Regions from separate parts of the Mus musculus genome. Here region 2 is linked to region 1. A link is a contact called in public Hi-C data. All regions are on one chromosome and are shown on one strand. The core of a region is the stretch at or near the end of the contact, and the rest is flanking DNA. Distances in the headings are between cores, read along the strand shown. Region 1 overlaps Gm35785 (a long non-coding RNA gene). Region 2 has its middle 23 kb from the start of Rptn.

Region 1 (5,201 bases), core at 1,868-4,367:
AGAAGATTCCAGGCCAGTAGGTGCCTGTGCTTACTTATTTGGCAAGGTCAACTAACATGACCACAAGGAATTAAACCACGTTGGTTGGATGAGCCACAGCATATCTGAGCTGTGACAATTTTCTTGAGAGCAGTCAGACTTTTTAATACCTTTATTAGAAACAGAATATAATGGCAATTGCTAGGATCAATACATTTGTAGTTGCCAGAAACCGATGACGTTTGCAAGGTATACAGGGTACACAAGATTAATGTCTAAGACCAATTGTCCCATCAAGCTTTCATGCTTCCTTGACTACTAAGGGGACCAGAACATCTAACATATTAGCTCATTGACCATGGAAAAGCAACATACTATTTCTGGGTCTCAATTTTTCACCTTGTAAATGGATTTATAACCCTATCCAAGGGGAGATGATAGGCGAGCATGTGTAGGTGCCCTGTGAGGCCCAGCATGGAATACATACTCCACATGTGGTAATGCACATTCCTTATTTCTCTCTCACTGTTTTCCAGCAACAATATGTACGAGTTAGGCTCACTGGCACATTTGTTCTGACTTCGTCTATGACCTGGGCAGGAAACCATAGAGTTGGCCTTGCCTAGCTGCCTTGAGAGACATGTCTCATAGGTTTTTCATGTTAGAGTCCATGGCTCCTGGGGTACAATATGCCTTTTAGTTCCTGAGAGACCAGTGCACAACCCCAGGCAGTGAAGCATTCAGGCCACATTGTGCTTCTCTGTATGTTCCCTTATTACTTGGGGAAGCATGAAAACTTGCTGAGACAATTGGTCTTAGACATTAATCTATGTGCTCCTTTCTTGCAGCTGATGGGGACTAGAGCTCAGGAGATCTTTATCAGAGATCTGTGTGTTCTTTCATGTGTGTGTGTGTGTGTGTGTGTGTGTGTGTGTGTGTGTTGGATGTGTTAGAGTGTAGACTGGAGTCTGGGTATTGCAGACAGGTATCTGTATTTAGTTCCTTCTTGTCTTTTGTGCCTAGACACATGATATGCACTCACTGATAAGTGGATATTAGCCCAGAAACTTAGAATACCCAAGATACAATTTGCAAAACACATAAAAATCAAGAAGAAGGAAGACCAAAGTGTGGATACTTCGTTCCTCCTTAGAATGAGGAACAAAATACCCATGGAGGGAGTTACAGAGACAAAGTTTGGAGCTGAGACAGAAGGAAGGAAGGACCTTCCAGAGACTGCCCCACCCAGGGATCCATACCATAATCAACCAACAAACCCAGACACTATTGCATATGCCAGAAAAATTTTGCTGACATGACCCTGATATAGCTGTCTTGTGTGAGGCTATGCCAGTGCCTGGCAAATACAGAAGTGGATGCTCACAGTCATCTATTGGATGGAACACAGGGCCCCCAATGGAGAAGCTAGAGAAAATACCCAAGGAGCTGAAGGGGCCTGCAACCCTATAGGAGGAACAACAATATGAACTAACCAGTACCCCCAGAGCTCATGTCTCTAGTTGCATATGTAGCAGAAGATGACCTAGTCAGCCATCATTGGGAAGAGGCCCCTTGGTCTTGCAAAGATTATATGCCTCAGTACAGGGAACTGCCAGGGACAGAAAGTGGGAGTGGGTGGGTTGGGGAGCAGGGCAGGGGGAGTGTATAGGGGACTTTTGGGATAGCATTTGAAATGTAAACGAAGGAAATAACTAATAAAAATTGTTAAAAAGAAAGGAAAATGAAAAGAAAAACGAAGAGAAGAGGAGAGGAAAGGAAAGGAGAGAAATGAAAAGGAAAAGAAAGAAAAGGAAAGAAAAGAAGAGAAGAGAAAAGAAAAGCAAGGAAAAGAAAAGGAAAGAAAAAAAGAGAAAAAAAGAAAAAAAAGAAAGAAAGAAAAGATCCTGCCAGGCTGCTTGCCTGGTGAAGAGTGGCGCCACCTGCCGCTTGTATGTGGGATCTGCTTTTTCACACAAGGGCTTGTGGGTCTATCTCAAAGTGGCACAGAGTCTTCCTGGGTATGTGACTCTAGCAAATCAGTTCTTATTTGTCTTTCGTTGCACACTGGGTCTATAATTCTTTGTAGTGTCATCATTCTTACTTCCTTCGTCTGCTTGTGTGTATTAGTTTACCATCACCATGCTCCCACCTTCAGTAAACTATTAAGACTTCAAAAATTATCTACTCTAAACCATCCCCAGCAGTCCCCAAACACCCTGGTCCCTCTTGTCCCCAAGATTTCCTACTTCCATCTCTATTGTGTCTGTTGTATCTGTCTCCCTCCAGTGGAGGATCAGGGAGTCAGCACCATTTGTCTCTGATTCCTAAGATGACTCTAAGGCCTAAGAATATATGAAGTATTCAGTACTGTTATGAGAAAGAGCTAGTGGGAGTCTGCTGAAAGCATCCTATACCCTCATAGGCACAGTTTATACAAGTAGAAAATGTGGTCATCCAATGGCAACCATCTAAAGGATGATTGCATTTGCAAAGTTCTGCCATTAATTATTTCTTGATGCTGGCAACTCAGTAGCATCTCTTTTAAAAACTTTCATAGATGTCAAGACTCACACAAAACTCCAGATGTTGAAGTCTTGACTTTCACACAGATCAACTGTATGCATTTTGAGTTTTGCTAACATAGGCTCACCTTGTCTTTCCCTTTTATTGAAAATAATATACCCTGATTACAGATTCCCTTCCCTCTATTCCTCCTAGTTTCTGCCCCTCTCCCCTCTCATCTGGACCCACTCCTTTCCTGTCTCTCATCAGAAAACAAACAGAATCATAAGGGATAATAATAAAACAAAATACAACAATATGAAAAAAACCTAACACATTGGAATTGGACAAAACAAGCAGAAGAAAAAGAGCACCCAAGATAAAGCACACAAAACGCATTCTGGAATCCCCTAAAAAAGCTGGAAGACATAATATATGTAAAGGAACCTATAGGGTAAAAAGAGAGAAGAAAAAAATAATTAAAATACAATAAAAACAATAAACACAGTGAGGCATCTTAGTAATAGAGGATACAGAGTCTGAACTGGTGCCTGCCTGGAGCTTCACCACTAAGTTCTAGTCTCTTTAGTGTGGGAAGGTACTCTGCAGGCTGTCAAAAGAGAAACCTGGACACCAGCCCAGCCACAAAACGTTTGACCTACAATCCTTCCTGTCTTCAAGATGTACTGGGGCAATGGTAGAGAACTTATGGGAGTGGCCAACCAACGTGTGGTCTAACTTGAAGCCCACTCCACAATAGGAATCTTATGCCTCACCCTGCTAGGATGGCCAGGAACCAAATACAACTGAAGGAAAAAAAAATCAATGATGTGATTCCTAGTGATATTCTGCTATACTTATAGAGTGGTGCCTTGTCCAGACATCTTCAAAAAGGCTTCTTCCAGCAGCAGGTGGGAGCACGTACAGAGACCTGTAACCCCACATTTTGCAGAGACTCTAAATTGAGAATCTTTACTGAGTCTCTTAGAACTCAAGGAATCCCATGGAAGAGGGAGAGGAATCAAAGCAGATGAAGGACACCAGGAGAACATGGCCAAGTGAATCAACTAATCAGGGCTCTTATGGGGTCACAGAAGCATCAGGCCTGCAAGGGTCTGCACCACCTCCTCTGGGTATAGGTTGTGGCTGTTACTTTGCTGTTTCTTTGGGACTCCTAGCAGCGGAGTAGGTGTGTCTCCATCTCTTTTGCCAGATCTTGGGACTCTTCTTTTATTGGTCTATCATTCCCTGGCTCTATGAGAGGTTTGCTTTGTCTTATTGTATGTTGTTTCATTGTGTTTGGGTGTTGTCTCTTGGAGGCTTGCTCCTATCTGAAGGGAAATAGAGGGGGAGTAAATCTTGGGGAGCAAGGAGGTGTGGGAGGAACTGGGAGGAGATAGAGAGGAAACTGTGGTCAGGATGTATTGTATGAAAGAAGAATCTATTTTTGATAAACAAAAAAAAAAAGTTAAGATAAAAATCTTAAAAACAGCAAGGCAAATCCCTGATATGGCATTCTGCGACAAGGAACCTCCAAAGATGCCGCTGAGTGATTTTTCCCTTGGCCATCTATTGCTGGGCATTCAGCCTACCCTTGAGAGTAGTTTGTTTCCCCAGTTAGACTCCCTTGGAGAAAACGAAATTTCCATTTGCCAGTGGTTATTAATTGGAAATTGCTTGTTGTTTAGGGATGGGGTCATGTGTCCATTTCTCCTTTCAGCTTTAAGACTCAATCTGATACAGACCTGACCAAGCCCTGTGTGTTCTGCCTTAGTCTCTGTGAGTTCATTTGTGCTTTGATCAAGTCGATTTTAGAGGCTCTTGTTTTCTTGATGCCCTCCATCTCATCTGACTCTCTCACTCCTTCCACTGCTCATTCTCTTCATAAGGCCTGGCTATTGGTCTCTGTATCTGTTCTCATCCGCTGTAGAAGGAAAGTTTTCTGATGGTGACTGAGCAAGAGAATGTCATTAGGAGCCTTTTTTTTTTTTTTTTTTTTTTTTTTTTTTTTTTAAAGAAAAGTAGTATTTGGCTTTCTTCTAGGTCCCTAAGCTATCCAGTCTCAGGTTCGTGGTCACCTAGACAGTGTCAGGTACGGCATCTCATGGAGTGGGCCTTAATTCAAATTAGGTATCTATTGGTTACTCCCACAAGTGTAGTGCTGCCATTGCACCAGAATATATTGCAGGCAGAATATCATCATAAGTAAAAAGATTTGTGGCTGGATTGGTGTTTCTCCTTTGGTAGCATGCAGAGTAACTTTCGTTGCAAAGATGCTAGCACATAGGAGTGAGGGCTCTTTGTAGGCAACAGCTTGACTTCTTCATGTTCAATAAGCTATATAGATGCCGTCTTTCACAATGGGTTCTTGCCATCAGTTTGTAGAGAGCAACCCACGATCTTGGCAACAACTTTGGCCAACAACTCAATTAGATGTAATCCAATCCTTATACTGGAAGCTTCATTTGGTGATAAGAGATGGACATTTGAGACCTATCTCCACCATTATTTGGCAATTTCATTTAGATTGCCTTCATATAAATATATATTTTAGGAAGATTTTACTGTATTAGGCATCCAGACTACTTACTCCTCAAATGACCCTTAATTTTAGTTATCATTCCCTGTATTTCTTCCCTAGACTCCTCTTCCCTCATCCTCTCTACTTTCATGATCATGGTCTTTCTAAATGGCTGAGTAATACTCCATTTTACAATGCC
Region 2 (5,326 bases), core at 2,628-5,127, 260 kb before region 1:
TTGGTTCCTGTGATTTAACAGCTGGTGACTAGAGCCTTTCTGCTCAGGGCCTTTACTCATACACCACCCACTGTCTGTGACGTGCACAGCAAGTTTTCAGATTGTTAACACTTGCTTAGTAATGACACAAAATCTGTGCTAAAAGAACGTAACTGATGTTGATGTCAGAATCAAGAGTTGTCACAAATCCCCTATGTCTCAGAAAACAATGGTCAGAAACACAGGACGTTAGAAATGAAATATTTCATAACAGTAGAATTTATTTAGTTCACATACCTCACCCATCCCCACAAAAGAGAGAAAATTAGACTGACAGAAGTAAACATCTAAATGGCTCATTGCTAGGTTAATAGTAAAATCTGTACCCATGATAGCACCCAAGATAGCAGCTGGAAAATGGCATCTGAAGTAAGAGTAAGAGAAGGCTTTGGCAGAAGTTACAGCTAGTTAGTGCATGTAGCGAGTCATTTCAGTATTTCCATTCTTTATTTGTTGTCACACACACACACACACACACACGTATGTATGTATATATGTATATGTATATGTATATGTATATGTATATGTATATATATTCTAAATCCATAAGTATACCTTAATCCTTCTATATAATGATATCTGAATACATACGTACATACACACATACATACAAAAATCTCAGCACAGATTACTAGGTATTAGATAATCCATCAGGGGACTCTTCTCTGAGGAAGACCACTTCTTCCAGTTTTAGATTTCTCATTTGACTATAATTCTTTGCCTAAAGTTGAGGCCCCATGAGCTTTCCTAACTCTGTAACATGTTGATTAGTGGCTTCATTGCTCAGGACATGCTTCAGCAGCCATGTTTATGAAATTGCATGGATACAGTCTGTCAGCACTTCTTTTGAGCATAGGCAATGTCCTATTGCTTTATAAAACTCCAATGCTGCTAAAAGTTAAGATGAGAGGCTAGAGATGCAGGTGTTCATACGGTCCTAGGTTGGCTCCCTAGAACCGCTCAGCTTGGGCATCTTAGTATACTCAGCTAATTCCAGCGATCAGGAAGTGGAGGAAGGAGGATCACAAGTTCAAGGTTGTCCTTGGCTACACAGTAAGTTCAAGGCTAATCTGTGCTTTGTGAGCCCCAGTCTCAAAAATAGAATAAAATAAAGTAAGTGGAACCTTGATTCCCACAAAAGTTTGTGGTTAACATTTCTTCTGAACTTGTGTCAAACTTTTTGGTACAAGTATAAAAGAGATCTCTAAGTTAAAGTCCAATTAGATGTGCAATTAAAGATTTCCTCAACTCTTCAACTGGAAGTGGGCAGTAGTCACTGTATGTTATAAAGCATAGAGATAAACAACTAAAGACAATTAATTGTCTTACAAATTATAAGCATCTTAACTACAATTCATTTATTTTATAATCAGTTCTTGGCAATATCTGTGTGAAAAGGTATTAAAATGGAAATATTCAAGTGGAAAGTTTAAAACCCTCATAATACATTGGCATTATCATGTGGGATTTTGCAAGAGTTTGGTGACTGACAGAAGTAACTTTGAGTTCCACTGCAATCAAGTGTTAACTCTTCAAGAATTTTGTTTTTATTATTGCCAGATTTGTGTTATAATTTTCACCTGTTTATTATTATGTTTTAGATTTTGCCGAAAATTGTGAAGATTTCTGTCTTGTTGAATTTGAGTGCCCATGTATTATTCCTGAATCACAAATACCTAGGATAGTTGTCAGCTTGGTCTTTACAGAAAAAGTTTGTTCACTTCTGATTTAATCTATAGCAGATCAAGAAGCAGAAAGACAGATGGGAAACAGACACTAAACATGAGATGGAATTTTTAATACAATTTTTTTTTTTTGGGTGGTGGTGGTCTGGAAATAGGCTCTTGATGAATCTCAGTTAAACCCTTAATCCTGCATTTTAGCTGATTCCTTTTGCAGTGTTACGTCATCAACGAAGAGAGGACATCCATCACTGTGGAAATCGGTTTAATTTGCTCTGAGTCAGTTCGATGCAGTATAATTATGAAGCCCTTCATGGGCAATCAAGAGGCTTAAGGGGTTAGACATCTGAATTGGTCAGGCTGGTTTTTCCTTTTGGGGAGCCATCTCTCTCTCTCTGATGCAGGAATAGGGAGGGAGGAGGTAGAGATGAGCTGTGTGCCTGAAATGGTTGTGAAAGGTGATGTGTTCAAAAGCTGTCTGAGACAAGAAGTCAAGAGAACAACAAAGGCAGTCTCCTCAATCCCAAGGGTGGTAGGGCTCTGGGCAGGAGTCAAGCATGGTTAAGGTTTGACTCAGTCTTTTCTCTAGGCCAGAGGTATTTTTGTCATTCTCTTGCCTCCTTTGTGATCTTTTGACTGTGATGCCACCCAATGCCATGTTGATGGTGTCTGTGATCCATGCTGCTGGTCCAGGCCAAGATGAAGCCTGAGTCTGTGCCGCTGACTCATGCCTTGACTTTGCTGCCTTGGTAGGCCCTCTGGATGTGAGTGATGGCATGTGTAGCCACCTGAGGCCGTGTTGAAGCCCCTGGTCCATGAAGCAGCTGAGGACCATGTGGGTCAATGGTCCTGATGCAGCTAGGAGATATGTTGATGTCTGTGCTTGTGTTACCACTGAAGTGTTCGTGGGCTGTGCTGAGTTGGACCTGCCCCTCCCTAGGCAAGGCTCTCTTTAGGGTACAGGTAGAGAATAACTCATCTTCCCTTGAAGGGGCTCGACACTCTAAGTGACCATGCTCCAATGAGTACATGGACAACATAAAAATGGACTTTTCCCCTCCTTTCTTTTTTTTGGGGGGGGCGGGACTCTTGGGGAAGGGGTGAACATGGGAGGACTGGGAGGTGAGCATGATGGGGTTCATGATGTGAGATTCCAAAATAATTAATCAAAAGACAAAAGAAAGGATTGGAAAATTAAAAAAAAAATCTTCCTTATATGTGGCTTCAGAAAACTATCAACAAAGCCCTCTCTTACGTGTTCATTTTTGTCTCTGGCTTCTGTTCTTTTAACTTTTTCTCATTTGGTGGAGTCTCCAGAATATTCACAGTCGTGGCGCTATCTCCAGACGTTTTGTAGTTTCACTCCTCTCATAAAACATGGCACTCAGAAGTGACTGGAACTCATTTGTTCACGTTCTTTTGTATGTAAATCTATACATGGTTTGTTCAATGCCTGCAAGATCAGATTCAGTCTCAGACAGTTGGGCAAGATCAATGTAATAGTAAAATCATCTTACACATCCATACACACATAATTATAAGCTGGGGTACTTATATAAAGAAGCATGGAACGGTGGGGGTGGGTGGGTGGGTGGGGAGGGCTTCTCTCCTGCTAAAGCCTTGAAGAAGGCTGGTGCCTGCCCCTAGGGAGACAGACACAGAGACTCATAGGCCCTGGAGTGGATTTGGGGTGGTAAGTCCTGGGCCCACACAGTCCTTTTGGACCATTCATTCCAAGAAGAATTTCAGGTACTTTCAGATTGGGTGGACAGTAGTCAGACTCAAAAAGAGGAAGAAAGGAAGAGAGAGAGAGAGAGAGGGAGAGAGAGAGAGAGAGAGAGAGAGAGAGAGAGGTCTTAGGAAGGGCTCAATTCCTTAGGTACAGTTGGTTCTGGGGAATGTCTAAACAGACCTTATATTTTATTTAATTGTTTCCAAAATTGAATTCAAGAGTTATCCCTCAGGACAGGCTACAGTCCCCGGTCATATCTTCCCTGGAATGCCAGAGTAGATCAAGGGTGGCGCAGTTGTCTTTCTGGCTGTGCCACAGAGCTCTGGTATTGACTCTGGATTTGTGAGTTGTAGAGGTTTGTATGGCTCCGCCTGCTACCAGTGATGTAATGGAGGCTCTGGGCTCAGAGCACCTGACAGTCACAGTGAGATACTGCTTTATCAAGATCTAGACTCCTTCCCTTGGCTCATAGAAAGACAAGGAGCTACCAAGTATCTACTTGTGTTGCTGTTCTTGTTAACTTCATCATTGTTGTTGTTATTACTGTTCACTGACCATTCCATTCATTGCAAAAAATCTGAAGTGGAGTTATGAGGCAGCCAACTGCCCTGGGGCCAGGGTAACTCACCTCAAGGTCAGAAATAGCTCAAGGGCACTGTAAAGGGTCTTGATGAGCAAGGTGTGTCCTGTGTGACAGACCTTGTGCCAGTGGCAAGGTTCTGATCTTCTATAGCATGGAGCAGATTGGAGTGAGAAAGCTGAATGACATTAGTTATCCAAATTTAGTAGAGTTTTACTCTCCCTCCATCTCTATGGTGGGTCCAGGAGTAAAAGGGTGCCCTTGATGTTTACTGCTGCTCCAGGTACCTGGGAGCTAGGCTCAAAGAGATGGAGATTTAAGCCAAAAAATAACAAACACAAAAACCCTGAAAGAGAACACAAGACACCCCATACCCAGCAGTTCTTTTTTGAGTTAACCATATGGAGAGGCTTGGCTGCCCCTCTGTCTGGTTGCAGTGGTTCTCAACCTTCCTTACACTGCTACCCTTTAGTACAGTTCCTCATGTTGTGATGACCACCAACTATAAAATTATTTTTTGTTTCTACCTCAGTTGATGAGCTTACAGCACTTCCTACAGGAAGCACCTCGAACTAAGCACCCTGGTGTGAAAACCAACGTGGACCAATCTGTAGGTTTGGAAATTATCATGTAAAAACACGTTACCTTGAGGTTTTGAGAAGAGGGAAGTGACTGCTGGGAGTGATGGCACATACTTTTAGCCCCAGGACTGGGAGACAGAAGCAGGTGGATCTCTGTGAGTTTGAGTCCAGTTTGGTTTACAGAACAAATTCCAGAGAAACCCTGTCTCAAAACAAACAACAAACAAACAAACACTAAAAAACTAAAACTGTAAATGTGGTTATAAACTTTTCACAGTCAGGTACTAGTAGACAAAAACAAAAAACTAAATAAATTGTTATGTTCACGTCGCGGGGACCCCAAAACCATAGAGGATCCAATTCTAATGCAAACTCACAAGGGTCTTTATTATGAGCTTGTGAGCAAGGACTCCCCCCTTCCCCCAGGTCCCCATCTCAGTGGGTCAGAAGTGAGAGCCTCAAGTCTAGGGGTGTGGGTATTTATTGTGGTTACAGAAAGCTTGGGGACTTTCCATATGGGTCAGCAAGTTAATATTTTATAAACTGAATTTCTGGCATAATCTTCATGAACCAAACACGGGGGCAGAACTACCTGTCAAACAGGATGGCTAGGGTATCTATTTTCTGCAGGGTGTCTTGGATTATCTGTATGTACCTTGATCCTGCTGTTGTAGCCTGACTGGCTGTTGTTGCTAAGGGGGGTGGGGTGGGG

What was found. Hi-C and Micro-C count contacts between places; a contact is called where the count stands out from the background.
Region 2: a contact with region 1 is called in a Hi-C map of the MNK3 cell line, with 6 times the contacts expected there. The contact joins two enhancer-like sites. A contact is called at or near these places in 3 of 15 datasets of contacts at CTCF or cohesin (embryonic stem cells and stem cell-derived epiblast-like cells), 55 of 484 Hi-C or Micro-C datasets (the C2C12 cell line, the G1E-ER4 cell line, the MNK3 cell line and 18 more), 7 of 115 datasets of contacts at active chromatin or transcription factors (embryonic stem cells, kidney and stem cell-derived neural progenitor cells) and 1 of 9 other capture datasets (embryonic stem cells).

The regions. Positions count from the first base shown.
Region 1 is chr3:93,108,582-93,113,782 of GRCm38.p6, reverse strand. All of the region lies in intron 2 of Gm35785 (a long non-coding RNA gene), which reads left to right. Among named protein-coding and RNA genes, the nearest start is that of Gm35785, 17 kb to the left of the region's middle. Within about 2 kb of position 3,117, at least 2 of the 459 cell types and tissues checked have an H3K27ac peak or open chromatin away from gene starts, as enhancers often do. A contact at or near this core is called in the MNK3 cell line, where this site is marked.
Region 2 is chr3:93,368,327-93,373,652 of GRCm38.p6, reverse strand. No RefSeq gene overlaps it. Among named protein-coding and RNA genes, the nearest start is that of Rptn, 23 kb to the left of the region's middle. Within about 2 kb of position 3,877, at least 11 of the 459 cell types and tissues checked have an H3K27ac peak or open chromatin away from gene starts, as enhancers often do. A contact at or near this core is called in the MNK3 cell line, where this site is marked.